2 separate regions of the Anser cygnoides genome follow, and region 2 is linked to region 1. The links are chromatin contacts, called in public Hi-C maps. All regions are on one chromosome and are shown on one strand. Each heading gives the region's core, a stretch centred on a gene start, on an enhancer-like site or on the middle of the called end of the contact. The rest is flanking DNA. Distances are from core to core; before and after follow the strand shown.

Region 1 (6,517 bases), core at 2,863-5,362:
CATCTTCCGCTTTGTATTTCTCTGCTTCCTGAACCATCCGCTCAATGTCTTCCTTGCTCAGCCGGCCTGCAGAACACAGCACACATTTCACATTACTTTTGGTGGAGAATTAACAACCCCCTGGATGTTTGTTACATCTTCTACAGTTACCCAAGTTAACTTGGTCATGTAGGCAGTGTAAGACCACCCATGGATTATCAGGTGCCCTTATTTCACACCACTTCATGGGCTTCGAGATTTACAGATTACTGCACTAAAAATCCAGGGCTGTGCACATTTATATCCAACTTTTGATAAAGCTGGCATGTGCATTAACAGCCAAGATTTGATAAAGCTCTAAGAGCTTTGACATCACTGCAGGCAGCTTGCCAGTCTCCTACCCTCGGAATCACGCAGTGTTTACCTTTGTCATTTGTTATCGTGATCTTGTTCTCCTTGCCAGTGCTCTTATCCACAGCAGACACGTTCAGGATGCCGTTGGCATCGATATCAAAGGTTACTTCAATCTGAGGTACACCTCTGGGAGCAGGGGGAATACCGGTCAGCTCGAACTTGCCCAGCAAGTTGTTGTCCTTGGTCATCGCACGCTCCCCTTCATACACCTAGTGGAAGAACCAGCAGACACATCAGATTTGTCCACATCGAGTTGCAACAGCTTAGCCTGTGACTCGGTCACTCAGACATCCAAGGAAGGTACTTGGACCAACATCAGTCTTTCGACTTCTGGTGGAAACTACGAATGGCTTTGGAGTCACTTTCATCATTGCAACCAGGTTAAGCTGTTAGTTCCCCTAACAAGTTAACTACTCAGAATTCTGACAGGGTCTTAAGACCAAGTGCACCTCAGGGTTGCTCGCCTACCTGGATCAGCACGCCAGGCTGGTTGTCGGAGTACGTAGTGAATGTCTGTGTCTGCTTGGTGGGGATGGTGGTGTTCCGCTTGATCAGGACCGTCATGACACCTCCAGCAGTCTCAATACCAAGAGACAGGGGAGTCACATCCAGCAGGAGCAGATCCTGGACGTTCTCGGACTTGTCTCCGGACAGAATAGCAGCCTGAACAGCTAGGCGAAAAAAGCAAGAAATTAAGAGCCTTGGAACAGATGAACCACATGCTGTAGTTAACCCCATAGCTCGCTCAGACATCCAAGGAAGGTTTTGGCCATCATTAGTAGACTTCTGGTGGAAACTACGAATGGCTTTGGAACCGGATTCATCATTGCAAGTCCAAGTAACTTCTTACTGCTCTGAGAAGCAGTACCAACTCCAGCACACCTAGCACCCACACCAGTACTGCTGAGACATTAGCTCACACAGGGCCCAGTTTACTAAGAAACCCACCCCACTGTTTTGGCATGGAAAACAAATTAAGACAGTTAAATTGTAGCAACTAAGATTACCTGCACCATAAGCTACAGCTTCATCGGGATTGATGCTCTTGTTCAGCTCTTTGCCATTGAAGAAATCCTGCAGGAGTTTTTGAATCTTTGGGATACGAGTAGAGCCACCGACCAGCACGATGTCGTGGATCTGCGATTTGTCTAGTTTGGCATCCCGCAGAGCCTTCTCCACGGGATCCAGGGTGCCACGGAACAGGTCGGCATTCAGCTCTTCAAAGCGAGCTCTGGTGATGGATGTGTAGAAGTCAATGCCCTCATAGAGAGAATCGATTTCAATACTGGCCTGGGTGCTGGATGACAGGGTACGCTTCGCACGTTCGCATGCGGTGCGAAGGCGACGAACTGCTCTCTTGTTCTCACTGATGTCTTTCTTGTGCTTGCGCTTGAACTCAGCGATGAAGTGGTTGACCATGCGGTTGTCGAAGTCTTCTCCACCCAGGTGAGTGTCACCTGCAGTGGATTTCACCTCGAAGATGCCATCTTCAATAGTCAGAATGGACACATCGAAGGTGCCACCTCCAAGGTCAAAGATAAGAACATTCCTTTCAGCACCAACCTGAAAGAGAAATTTGATTTTTCACAATTTGTTTTCTACCACTAGGTTAGCAGTTTTAGTGGTTCCAGAGACTTGTCACACCACAGCGTACCTTCTTGTCCAGACCATAGGCTATAGCAGCAGCTGTCGGCTCATTGATAATTCGCAGCACATTGAGCCCTGCAATGGTTCCAGCATCTTTTGTGGCCTGGCGCTGGGAGTCATTGAAATAGGCTGGTACTGTGACTACAGCATTAGTAACAGTCTGGGGAAAAAAAGCCAAAAAATTGTGTTTTAGGTGTTGATGACCTCACAACCACATAACAATTTGTTACATTTGGCTCAAGTCATATGCCTTACCTTCCCAAGGTATGCTTCTGCAATTTCCTTCATTTTGGTTAAAACCATGGAAGAAATTTCTTCTGGATAGAAGCTCTTTGTCTCTCCTTTGTACTCCACCTGCACTTTTGGTCTGCCAGCATCATTCACCACAGTGAAAGGCCAGTGCTTCATATCAGACTGGACAACAGAATCATCAAATCTACGCCCAATCAACCGTTTTGCATCTGGAAAAGCCAGTTGACCATATTAAAACATTTCATTCCCAGCACAGAAACATCAAGTTCATCCTAGAAAGACTGTATGAAAGCCTCTATAATGCTGTACTTTATCTGGAATTACTGCCTTGCCAAAACCTCCAAGAGGTAATAACTCAAAATGTTTGCTGTGAAATGCAGAGACTTGTGTCAGCCAATGCAGCAATGCTACTGGTGCTGCACAGTAAGCCAAAGTAGAGGCTATGAACCACTTGGTAAATCAGTCAAGGCCACTTAACACTTGCCACCAAATAACAGTCTGCAGAAAGACAAGTTTGACTTCAGAGCATGGAGTTCCCTAATACCTAGTATGAACTTGGCCATCCTTAACTCAATTTTCCCATTCTGACTAAAACACTAGGCTTTTAAGTTTAAGAGAAATCACAACCCCTGCTACATACCAGCAGCCCACATTAACTATCACAGTGGTAAGGTCTCTACACGCAAATCTTGTAGCCTTCTTACCAAAGACTGTGTTGGTGGGATTCATTGCAACTTGATTCTTTGCAGCATCGCCAATCAACCTCTCTGTGTCTGTGAAGGCGACATAGCTCGGCGTGGTCCGGTTCCCCTGGTCATTGGCAATGATCTCCACCTTCCCATGTTGGAACACGCCAACACAGGAGTAGGTGGTGCCAAGATCGATTCCGACAGCTGGTCCCTTCGACATCTTGTCTGAAAAGATAGAAGACACCAGAAGGTATGGTTAGTGGCTTGTAGTTCTTATCTACACATTCCGTTGCCAATTCAAATCTTACTAAAAACCCCTTAAAAAATATTTATTTAAGAGGAATAGTTTTTCTGGTATTTCCTGTTTTAATAGCGTCTACTGTTCAGGGAACATAGGCAAGGTATTTAAAACACCCGGGTGCCGGCGCCCAGCCACGCGGTGCGGCCACATGGTCGCGGACTCCATTTCCCATCATGCCCCGCCCCGCGGGGATCACGTGGCGCCGACCGCCATTTTGGGCGCAGGGAAGCGGCCCCTCCGCCGCGCGTGGGCCGAGCTTGGCAGCCCGCGGGGCCTGGCGCGGCCCCAGGCTCGCTGCGACGGAACGCGACTGGAAGGGGGGGGGGGCAGGGCCGGCCCAAAGCCCTCGAGGGCCGAGCGGCAAGCCCGGCTTCCTCGCTCCCCATGGGACCGCGGAGATTACACCAAGAACCCACACCCTCCCCCTTTCCCAGCCCCCTTTTAAAAGAACCGATGCGGAGCCGCCGTTACATGCGGGCAAAGAAATCGGAGCTCAGTGAACGCCACTCTGCGGAGCCCCCTCTCCCCCCAAGCGAATTCAGACCGCAGCGGCCAGGCCCTGCTCCCCGCTCCTCACCCACCCCACCGCCCAACCTCGCTCCCCACAAACCGCTGGTCCCCCCAGAGGCACCCCCAAGCCCCTCAGACCGCCCTCAAGCACCCCAGCCCCGTTACCTGAGCGGCGCGGGCGGCAGCTGGCGCGCACGGGAGCTACGCTGCTAACGGGCGGCTGCTGAATGAGAGCGGTCGGCGCCCGCCCGGCCGTCTTTATATACCCCCGCAGAACCTTCCAGAAGGGCCCGCCCCTTTTCTCGGCCCCGGCCAATCCGCTCGCGCGGCCCGCGGACCTTTCCGCCAATGGAAGCCCGCCGGAACCCACACCCTCTGTGACGCAAGCAGGAAAGGGGCGTGGCCGCCGGCCGGCCGGTATTCTCGAACCTTCATGCGCTTTCCCCCCGCCGCCCACCGCCCCGCTCCGCTCGTCCCCCGCCCGCTACGGAAAGGGGCGGGGCTTCCCGCGCGCGGGAGCCAATCGGAGCCCTCCAGCGGCCGCGCGCGGGTGGCGGCACCGGCTGGAGGGGCGCGCGAGGGCGCGAACGGCAGCCAATGGCAGCGCGGCGCCGCAGGCTCGTTTGCATTTTTCCCGCGCCCCGGGCTGGGAGCGACCAATGGGGGTGGCGGTGCCGGGGGGCTCATTTGCATAGCGCCGGGCCGGGGGTGACAAGATGGCGGCGCCCCGCGGCCGCCGCCTTGGGCCTGGAGTCCCCGGCCGGCCGGGTTAAAGGCAATTAACGGCACGGCCCCGGCTTAATTGGGGCACGGCCCCGCGGGGCGAGACCTGGCCTTATTCCAGCCCCTTGCTCCAGGCCCAGCCCCTTGCTCCGGCCCCAGCCCCTTACTCCGGCCCCAGCCCCTCGCTCCGTCCCTTCCCGCAGCAGCTGCTCCTGCCGGCCCCGCTGCCCTTTCCCGGCCCCGTGTCCGTGCCAGCCCTCCCTGGCCTCTGCAAGGAGGTGAAAACAGCGGTGTCCGTTCCCTTCCGCGCCATGCTTCTTGCTCAGGCAGAGCAGCCCAGGCTGTTGTCCACCGTGTCATAGGGCGAAGCTGTTTTCTCCACAGAGCACAGTCCGGCCTCAGCATCTCTAGTCTTAGCTTCCCCTGCCCGTAAGCACCTCTTAATGCAGCGAACCAAGCAAGGAGCTCTTCATACATCATTTCATACCTCTTTGTACATCAGTGCTACCCACAGTGCATGCTCTTGGTGTTTCCAGCAGAAAAGAAACAGAGGCTCAAGACGGGAAAATTGGCTGTTCAGGTTCCCCTCCGGCCAGTTTTGGGGTAAAGCAAGCAGACGGAGGACTGCAAACCTTCACCTGGTCGTGGTGCTGGAGGCTGACAGCTGGTCAGGGGTCATAATCCAGCCCCGGCCCCATCAGCACTGCTGTGAATTGCATCCCATGTTCACATGGCATAAAATGCCCAGTGAAAAAAGTGAATCCTAACCACGTGTTTGTACACTTAGGCAGTAGGAAAAGGTGCAAGGGAGGAAAATAAATAAATAAATATATATATATATAGAATTCCACATTCTTGTTAACTGCTTAAAGTCCAGTTCTTTGCGGGGGGGGGAGAGGGGAGTAACAAATCTCTTCCTTCAGCCTTATTCCAAATGACTGCGTGTCCTCTGTGGTACCTCGCTGCCTGCACCCCGAGCCAGAAAGCTGTGAGCTTATCTTCCTTCTGTAGTGAGCTTGGGTTATGTCTACTGGAGAACATGACGCAGTCACCCTGAATCAGCTGCTGCTTGTAGCTTGTTATCGGACCACTAATGGGCAGGTTCCTACTGCTGCCTACCACCGGGTAGGAGCTGGCATGTGGCAAGTGCTGACCCACAGCCCTCAGTAGTTTGTGGCTGTGATTTGTGCTCTGCCGTGCACTGGAACCTGTTTTGGGACCTTTGGGTGAGCACAGAAGGCAGCACCACGGGTTGGAATTTGGGTGCACATGGTCAGAGAGATGGGAGGTGCGGCACAAAAAGGAGCTGGGTTGAGGCACTGACCTGGAAATAAGGGAACTCCCCTGTGCCTTTAAAGGTAAAGGGCAATATGAGCCACCAATAAGGGGCAATATGAATCCCATATGCTGACCAGGGATGGCATGCAAGGCTGCTCCACCCTGAGCGGAGTACAGGCTGCTGAGCAATCTGCTCCTGGGCTGCCCTCGAGAGCCCCCCCAGTTTGCACCAGTGCATTGCACACCAGGTCTCAGGGGAGCTGTGCTGCCAGCAAGGCATTGCCTGCGCTTTTTTTTTTTTTTAAATCACAAGCAAGATTTCAGTAGGACCTAAGAATAGTACTACCAGCACTTTGAAATAAAGCAATGACACTCAGATGTGCAACTGTACTTTGCACAATGGACTGATGATGGCAAGGGAAGGCAGCCTAAGGAACCAGTGAGTCAGTGCGGGGAGGAGAGCAGTCTAGCAAATGACTCATTACATTAGAAATTAAAGGCTCTTTAACACACTTGACTAAAGTAGCCCGCTTATTGCGAATCAGAAAAATTAAGGCCCAGCAGGCTGGACACTGCCAAGTGTTTTGTGGTGTGGGTTTTTGTTTTGTTTTCTTAAACGATGAATGCCAACATTTTTTATTTTTTTTTAAGCCAGTTTTATACATTGCAGATCAAGCACGTTTAAAACAGAGGTAGGTAGAGAGGGGAGATTGTGAAAGGCATG
Region 2 (6,517 bases), core at 1,031-3,530, 98 kb after region 1:
AATGTTTTCTGCTTTTGATCTTCTCCAAATAAGCCTAAAACTATTAGGAAGATGAGAAGAGGTTTATTATAGAACTATATTAACTTTCATAAATTAAATAATGCTCGTTTGTCTGGGTTAGATAACCTCTGAATGGTTCCTTTTTTTTCCCTTTGCAAACTGTGTTCAGTGGATACCAGTGGCAACGCTAGCTCAGGTCTTGCAAATCTGGAAGTTCAAGGCTTGAAGCTCCTGTTGACTTTCCCTCACTGAGTGTGGAAATGGGGGAATAAATATTCTCATTTTGTTGCCTGTGCTGCAAAGAAAATGGTCACTTATTCTTTTTACCATTAGTTGTCTTTTGATAATATAAATATTTAGCAGTAAAATTCATGTGATTTATCTATTTTTCACTAGCAAATCAGGGATCAAGGACTCTTAGCAGGCAGGACTTAGGAGGGAGCCCAGAGGACTATTAGGAGGGAAAACCTCATGATGCTTTTGAGGGTCCTCTGTGCCAAGGAGGCATGCTGGTTAGGTTAATGATAGACTGTGCAAAAATCTAATACCTTAGGTAACAACAAGGGGCTGAGCTACCCATTAGAATAGTATGGGAGTTCCTGGCTTTCACTCACTAAACACCAGCTAAGAATGCATATTACTTCAGTACAAAATACCGCTGTAGTTACCACCTGTTGTCTGCCTTAAAAATCCACTATGGGTAGAGAAATGCTTGGAGTTTGCATTTTTGAGAGGTGGCCCTCGATGTGGAAAATGGAGAATCCTCTTATTAGCCATTAGCACTGATGCCCTGGAGCAACAACAGTTGGTTACAGTTGTCACTGGAGCTGTTCCAGAGCACTCACTGAGACCTGGAGGGGTGTTACATAGAGCATTGGGTGAAGGAGGAGATAGAAGGCAGTAGCATATAAATGTGTGTGGTGGGGAGATCAACCTTAAAGAGAAGACAAAACTGTTAAACTTTGAGGAATGTATAGGCTTTGAATGTCGTGCTGCCACGTGCCCCATCAAACACCATGCCTTATAGTTGGCTTTAAGTGTCTTTTTTGCTTAAATTTCACTAAGGAAAAAGGATTCTGCTAATTCACTTGAGCAGGAATGTGGTTTTTGACCTGGATGATCCGTACAGGCTGTAATACCTACCACAGGATGCTAACTAGCAAGGGAGTTCTAGAGCTAGGAGCTATTTATGGAAAGGCTGTGCTTGTTGCCAAAGGGCAGAAAATGTATAATTCTGATTACCTTGCATCTTGAAGAAATTCTGAATCTTGGAGGCAAAGATGTCATTCCCATATTCCCAGGAAGTGGTCTTGACTGCATTTAAAGTGCAAGAGCCAATAGGTAATAATCATTTTTGGTCGCACTTCCAATAAAGGTTTCATTTATAAAAGACAACTAATAGTTGACTTTTTTTTTCCCAGGAAATACTATTCTTGTAGCTGGATTGTAATATCAGATGTTAATAAGCAGTGAGTTCAAGAACTTGCTTAATATAGCTGCTTAATATTTTTGAAGTATCTGCTCATTTTTTAATTGTGTGATTTAGAAATAACTAAACTATGGCTATATTCCCACTCTGCTGTGTATTTTTTTTTTTTAATAAACATGATTCAAAAGCCAAGCTTTACTCATTTCCATTCTTCAGCCAAATTTGATAGAGATAGAGGTGCTAGAGTTCTGGGCTCTTGGTTAAGGAAGAACTTGAAACTCATTTGGATTGAGCTGTAAGGTAAAACAGCAGTAGGAAGAGGAGCCATAGAGGAAAACATGAGTGAGAAAGCTCAGGTCTGCTTGACCTGAGGAATGCAATCGTACTCATGAGCTTTCATGGCATGTTTTATTTTTGGATCAAACCCAAGTCTGATTTTTAACTCTAGTTGTCAATATGTATGTTCAGCATGTCTGTGCATTATGCTTAAATGCTTCTATGCCCAGTGCTCATGTGTGTTGCAGAGCAAGATGTTTCCCTTCTTTCATACTGTCATGTCACGTATGCTGCCTTCCCATGAACTTGACCTGTGTGTATCAATCTCCTAATACAGATAAATGCTCATTGCACAATTCGTTTCATGCCTGTCCCAAGCTGTTTCATGCAGAGCTGTAGTACACAAGTTTACTAATAAATTGCTGCAAGTTTCAGAACGGCATTGTATATTGAAAAAAGTTTCTACAGAAATGAAATGCCAATTTCAACTCTCCCGTGTTTCTGTGCTCTGATAAATCTTGATTGGAGGAAGCAGGTGCAGAATAGGCTAAAGGCATTGTTTTAATACTGGATCTCTAAGTTTCTTTATAGGATATAAAGTCAGTATAGGAACTGAAACTGGACCCAGTGTGCAGTCAGTAACTGGGTACATATGCTGAATTTCATTGCATTTCAGATGTTGAAGCCAACAAGTGTGCAAATTAAGTTTGTTCTTGATCTTGTAGTCTTGTAGTCCGCTGTCTAGCTCTACTGTTCATGAAAGGCAGGATCGAGTCTGTTGTTCTTACAGGGGAGATGAACAGCGTGATCTATATTTTAAGCTTTGTTTAAAGATAAAATGACCAGCTGGTTAGAGAGTTAGCAATAGGACACTTAGAGTTTTGTTTTGGCCCTGCTCCATTGTTGACCACTGGAGGGACTGTAAGCAAGTCATTTAAGGTCAGCCATTTTATGATATGCTGGTAGCTGGGCGTCTACTGTTAAATGTTAGCCTTGCTGGTCTTCAGCTGCTGGAAGGCAAAATGGGGGTAACAGCAGCATCCTAGAGGATGTTGTAATGATAAATACCAGATGGAGGTTATCTGGCTTTCATTACAACTACACAGAGTAACACCTTAAGTAGTTAGTCTGGAAGCAATAACTAATCCAGCACTATAGTTTCTTTTTGCTCTAGAGTGCTTAGATAGACTTCTCAGAGACAGTGTCTCGCTTGTGGTAGCTTTACCAGTGACTGCCCGTAAGACTTCACATTCTGCACCCCTTTAATTAGCTTTGAATACTGTCAGACTATTTCTAACTGCTTTCTCATGTACAGTTATAGGATTTGACTCGAAAGCTGGATACAAAACAAAATGGTAGCCCTACTGCCTGTGGCAGCACAGTGCCTGCTGATGTGCTGTTCTACTGCAGAGAATGCTTCATTGTTTTTGTTGGGGTTAGTCAGCCTTGCACAGCAGTGCTGTGGGTTTGTAAGTCCCTAATTCTGCAGTGTGCTACACTAGTGTTGCTCTGGAGTCTCTTGAGCACTGAAAATGGTGCTGTACAATCAAAATCTGGTATTCTACCACTACAGGATACCCAAAATGTGGGTGGTGACCTATGTGGACTTCAGTGTCTCCTATCTGTAAACAAACATATGTGTCACGCTTTTCAACTGTATTGCCAGTCTAGTTCCCGTTGATCCACAGCTTTATTTCTGTTATCAGCTTGATGCTATTTCCAACACTTTTCACACATGCCCATATCTTTCTGCCTCCTCTCCCACTTAACTTTTTCCACTCTTAGATCTTGGATGTTGGGCAAGATGGACACCAAGCAATTGCTTTTTTTTTTTATAAGGGTGATGATACTTGGACTTAAAACGGAGTGAGTCTTGTAAGGGATGGAAAATGTTGTGCTTGTGGGCATGTGCCCTTATGTGCTAGAGACAAGGGAAAACTTGGTGTGTGTGCTGTGGAGATTGCTGTGTAACACACTGCCATGCTCACAACAGGGCAAGGGCAATAAATTAGAGGGACCGTGCTGTGTTCTAGCCTTGTAGCTGCCATGTTTTGTGTCATGGTTTGCTATGCTTTCCTATGATGTACACACACAAACAGTGTTTTTCTTTTCCCTGCCTTTTCCCTGTGAGATAAATATATCATGCAGTGCTAATTGCTTCCTATCTATACTGCATTGGAAGGAAGAGGGATTGGAAATGCTGTTCAGAGATAACTATGACCATATCCAGCCCTGGTGTGATCCAAGAGAAGCTAATGTAAAAGAACAAGCTGTCGTCTCTCCCTGTGGTGTGACACTCATCGTTGTGACACATGACACAGTAGAAAGGGCAAAGACCCCCGAGCTGTGGAACCTTGCTGCCCTTTGCCCTTCAGCAAAGAGGGAACACATCCTGAAAGGAACAGTTTACATGATGTGACAGGCTTAGTTTTCGGGCTAACTGTATAAAATATGGAACAGAGCATGCACAGGGAAGGAAGATGTCTTCCCACAAGCCTTACTCATCTGATGCTAAACCAACCAGGGAGCTCAGAAACTACTGCTTAGAGAGATCTTAGCTTTTGGCAGGACTGAGCACAGCTGGGCACGGCAGTGAAACCAAAGCTCCCTGTTCTGGTGTAGGCTGTAGCATTGATCGAGTGTGAGGTTCTGCGGCTTTCTTGCACACATTTCCATTTCTAACTAGGTCAGTTACAGTAACTCTGCCTAGTTATCAGGCCTAGTGACTGCAGTATAGCCACATGCTTTCTCCACTTCAGTTCCTCTCCTGTGAATATGGGATATCTTTCATTGAAAGCAACTTTCATGTGGAAAATCTGCAATGGGAGGTCAGGAAGAACAGTATTCATATGCTTGCATGTCCTAGTGTATGTATTGGGTTATTTGATGATACCATAGAAGAATTCACTCCTGGAACTCTGTTACTCTTTCTTTACAATTTTCATTAGCTCTGTGGAAGGGAAAGAGGACAAATAGACTTAAATATCATCAGACAATCAGCATTGAAATACAAGATTAATCAAGGAACAGCTCTGCACTGCTGTGATCGAGATAAAACTGCAGCTAATGACTTGCTGGTTGGCTGAGGCGGGCCCTAGGAGAGAGCACTGCTGGGTTAATATGCTTTTTGTCCCCAAATGATTCATGATCTTTTCAGCTTGCAGTATTTGCAGGCAGAATATTTGAGTGCCAGAAAGGCAAGGAGATTGAACTACAGACAGAAAATTGAGGGAGGTAGATGAGGTATACCCGTTCCATTCTAAGTTCCTTGAAACAGTTACTTAAATACCTGAGGTTATTTATGTGCAAGGCTCCTGACTGGGACTTTGGACTGCAGTTTTTAGAAACAACTTGAGTACAACTGTTGTGAGGCAGAGGGCAAGTTCAAATAAAGGACCTTGTGCAAAGGTGGCATCTTCTAGACTGCACGGAACAGCCCACATGGCAACATCTAGCATGACAAAGGGCTAAGAATACAGCCTTTAGATGTACCTGTGTTATCTACAAATATGCATGTATTTGTCATAAACTTTTTTAAAATGGAGGGAGTTGTACTGTCCTGAAAGCAATTGCTTTTCTAGACATCTGCTAACTATTATTTTTTGTAGTATAATGGGTTACTTTAAAATGTGCTGCTGCCTTCAAGAAAAAAGAATTGCCTTTGCCTAAGGGACTACGCACACGTGGAACAATGCATGCTTTTATCCTGAATTAAAGAAAAGTTCCTGTGGAGAGTGAGAGACATGGTGATCCTTTTTTAAATTCATTAGGGTCTAATCCTTAGAATCCTTAATCTTAACATCTAAGTCTTAAGGCTGCTGGCCAGGATACCGGTATTACTGTGCTATGAACCAGAGGCAGGTTTCCTTGAGTGTTTTAAGATTCCAAGAGAGAATTTCTTAATTTGGGGTGCACAAACTGAGCACTCTGCTGGTGGCACCTATGGATGCACCTCTGCATAAACGTTGTCTAGCTGTCAAAACAGCTTGGTAAAGACCAATATTCACACATATGTATTGGAGCAAAGTCTCCTTTTTTAACTTTCGTGGTAGTATTGATACACTTGGATGCTTTCTTTGAACACCAGTGCCTTGCACCGCCAAGCTGGCACGATGCTTTGTACAGTGAGTCTGGGACATTTGCATCCAGGTAACATTTTGTGAAAAGCTGCAGTGTCTGAGCTACATATGAAGACATGCTTCAGGGATTGTGGCCTTGGAGCAGTAACTGGGAGTTTTAAAAGGACACTAGTGTGTTTTGGTAGAGCTTAGGCAGGGCAGAGCTGCCTTGTTTTGTGAGCTGATAAGCTGCAGTTGGTGTCAAGCTTAGGTGTTTGAGTTTATCTTCACCTGCTAAGCCCAGGTACTGTGGAGATACTGTGGAGACAGTGGTGTGATGAGGTGAGCAGGGTATCTGTGATCCTAAAAATAGGAGCTCTGCGCCTAGTAAATAGTTACTGCAAGCAGAGCAACAAATAGGCTTGAGCCCTAGGTTGCTCAGAAGTCTGAAAACTTCTGATGCTGTTCTAAGAAAATATGAAATACGCACATGCATTGAAGTGAGGCAAGCCTCCTGCAGATTCCTCCTTCCTCCTGTGCTGAGACTTAAAATAAAAAGTATTTAGAGGTAAACAGAATGAGACACTAACCAGATTTATATTTATCACCTGACCCCTGTCTGTTTCCTTCCTTTGCTCAATTGTAAAACCATAGAATCTTTTAGGTTGGAAAAGACACAAGTCTGCAAGTCCACTAATCATCTAATGCCACCAAGTCATGGCTAAGCCTTGTCCTGAAGCACCATGTCCATATA

The links. A called contact is a pair of places that touch in the nucleus more often than the background predicts.
Region 2: a contact with region 1 is called in a Hi-C map of liver, with 4 times the contacts expected there. The contact joins the enhancer-like site here to the promoter of HSPA8 in region 1. A contact is called at or near these places in 2 of 7 Hi-C or Micro-C datasets (both in liver).

Annotation. Positions count from the first base shown.
Region 1 is chr21:5,860,871-5,867,387 of Taihu_goose_T2T_genome, forward strand. HSPA8 (heat shock protein family A (Hsp70) member 8) reads right to left here and starts at 4,113. Exons shown (of 9, transcript XM_048063429.2): 1 at 3,958-4,113; 2 at 2,997-3,206; 3 at 2,296-2,501; 4 at 2,048-2,200; 5 at 1,401-1,956; 6 at 862-1,064; 7 at 404-602; 8 at 1-66. The coding sequence starts at 3,201. LOC125182771 (small nucleolar RNA SNORD14) reads right to left here and starts at 769; the gene lies at 673-769. It overlaps LOC125182770 (small nucleolar RNA SNORD14), which reads right to left and starts at 1,225; the gene lies at 1,135-1,225.
Region 2 is chr21:5,960,586-5,967,102 of Taihu_goose_T2T_genome, forward strand. All of the region lies in intron 1 of GRAMD1B (GRAM domain containing 1B), which reads left to right. Among named protein-coding and RNA genes, the nearest start is that of GRAMD1B, 5.1 kb to the left of the region's middle. Within about 2 kb of position 2,281, at least 1 of the 3 cell types and tissues checked has open chromatin away from gene starts, as enhancers often do. A contact at or near this core is called in liver, where this site is marked.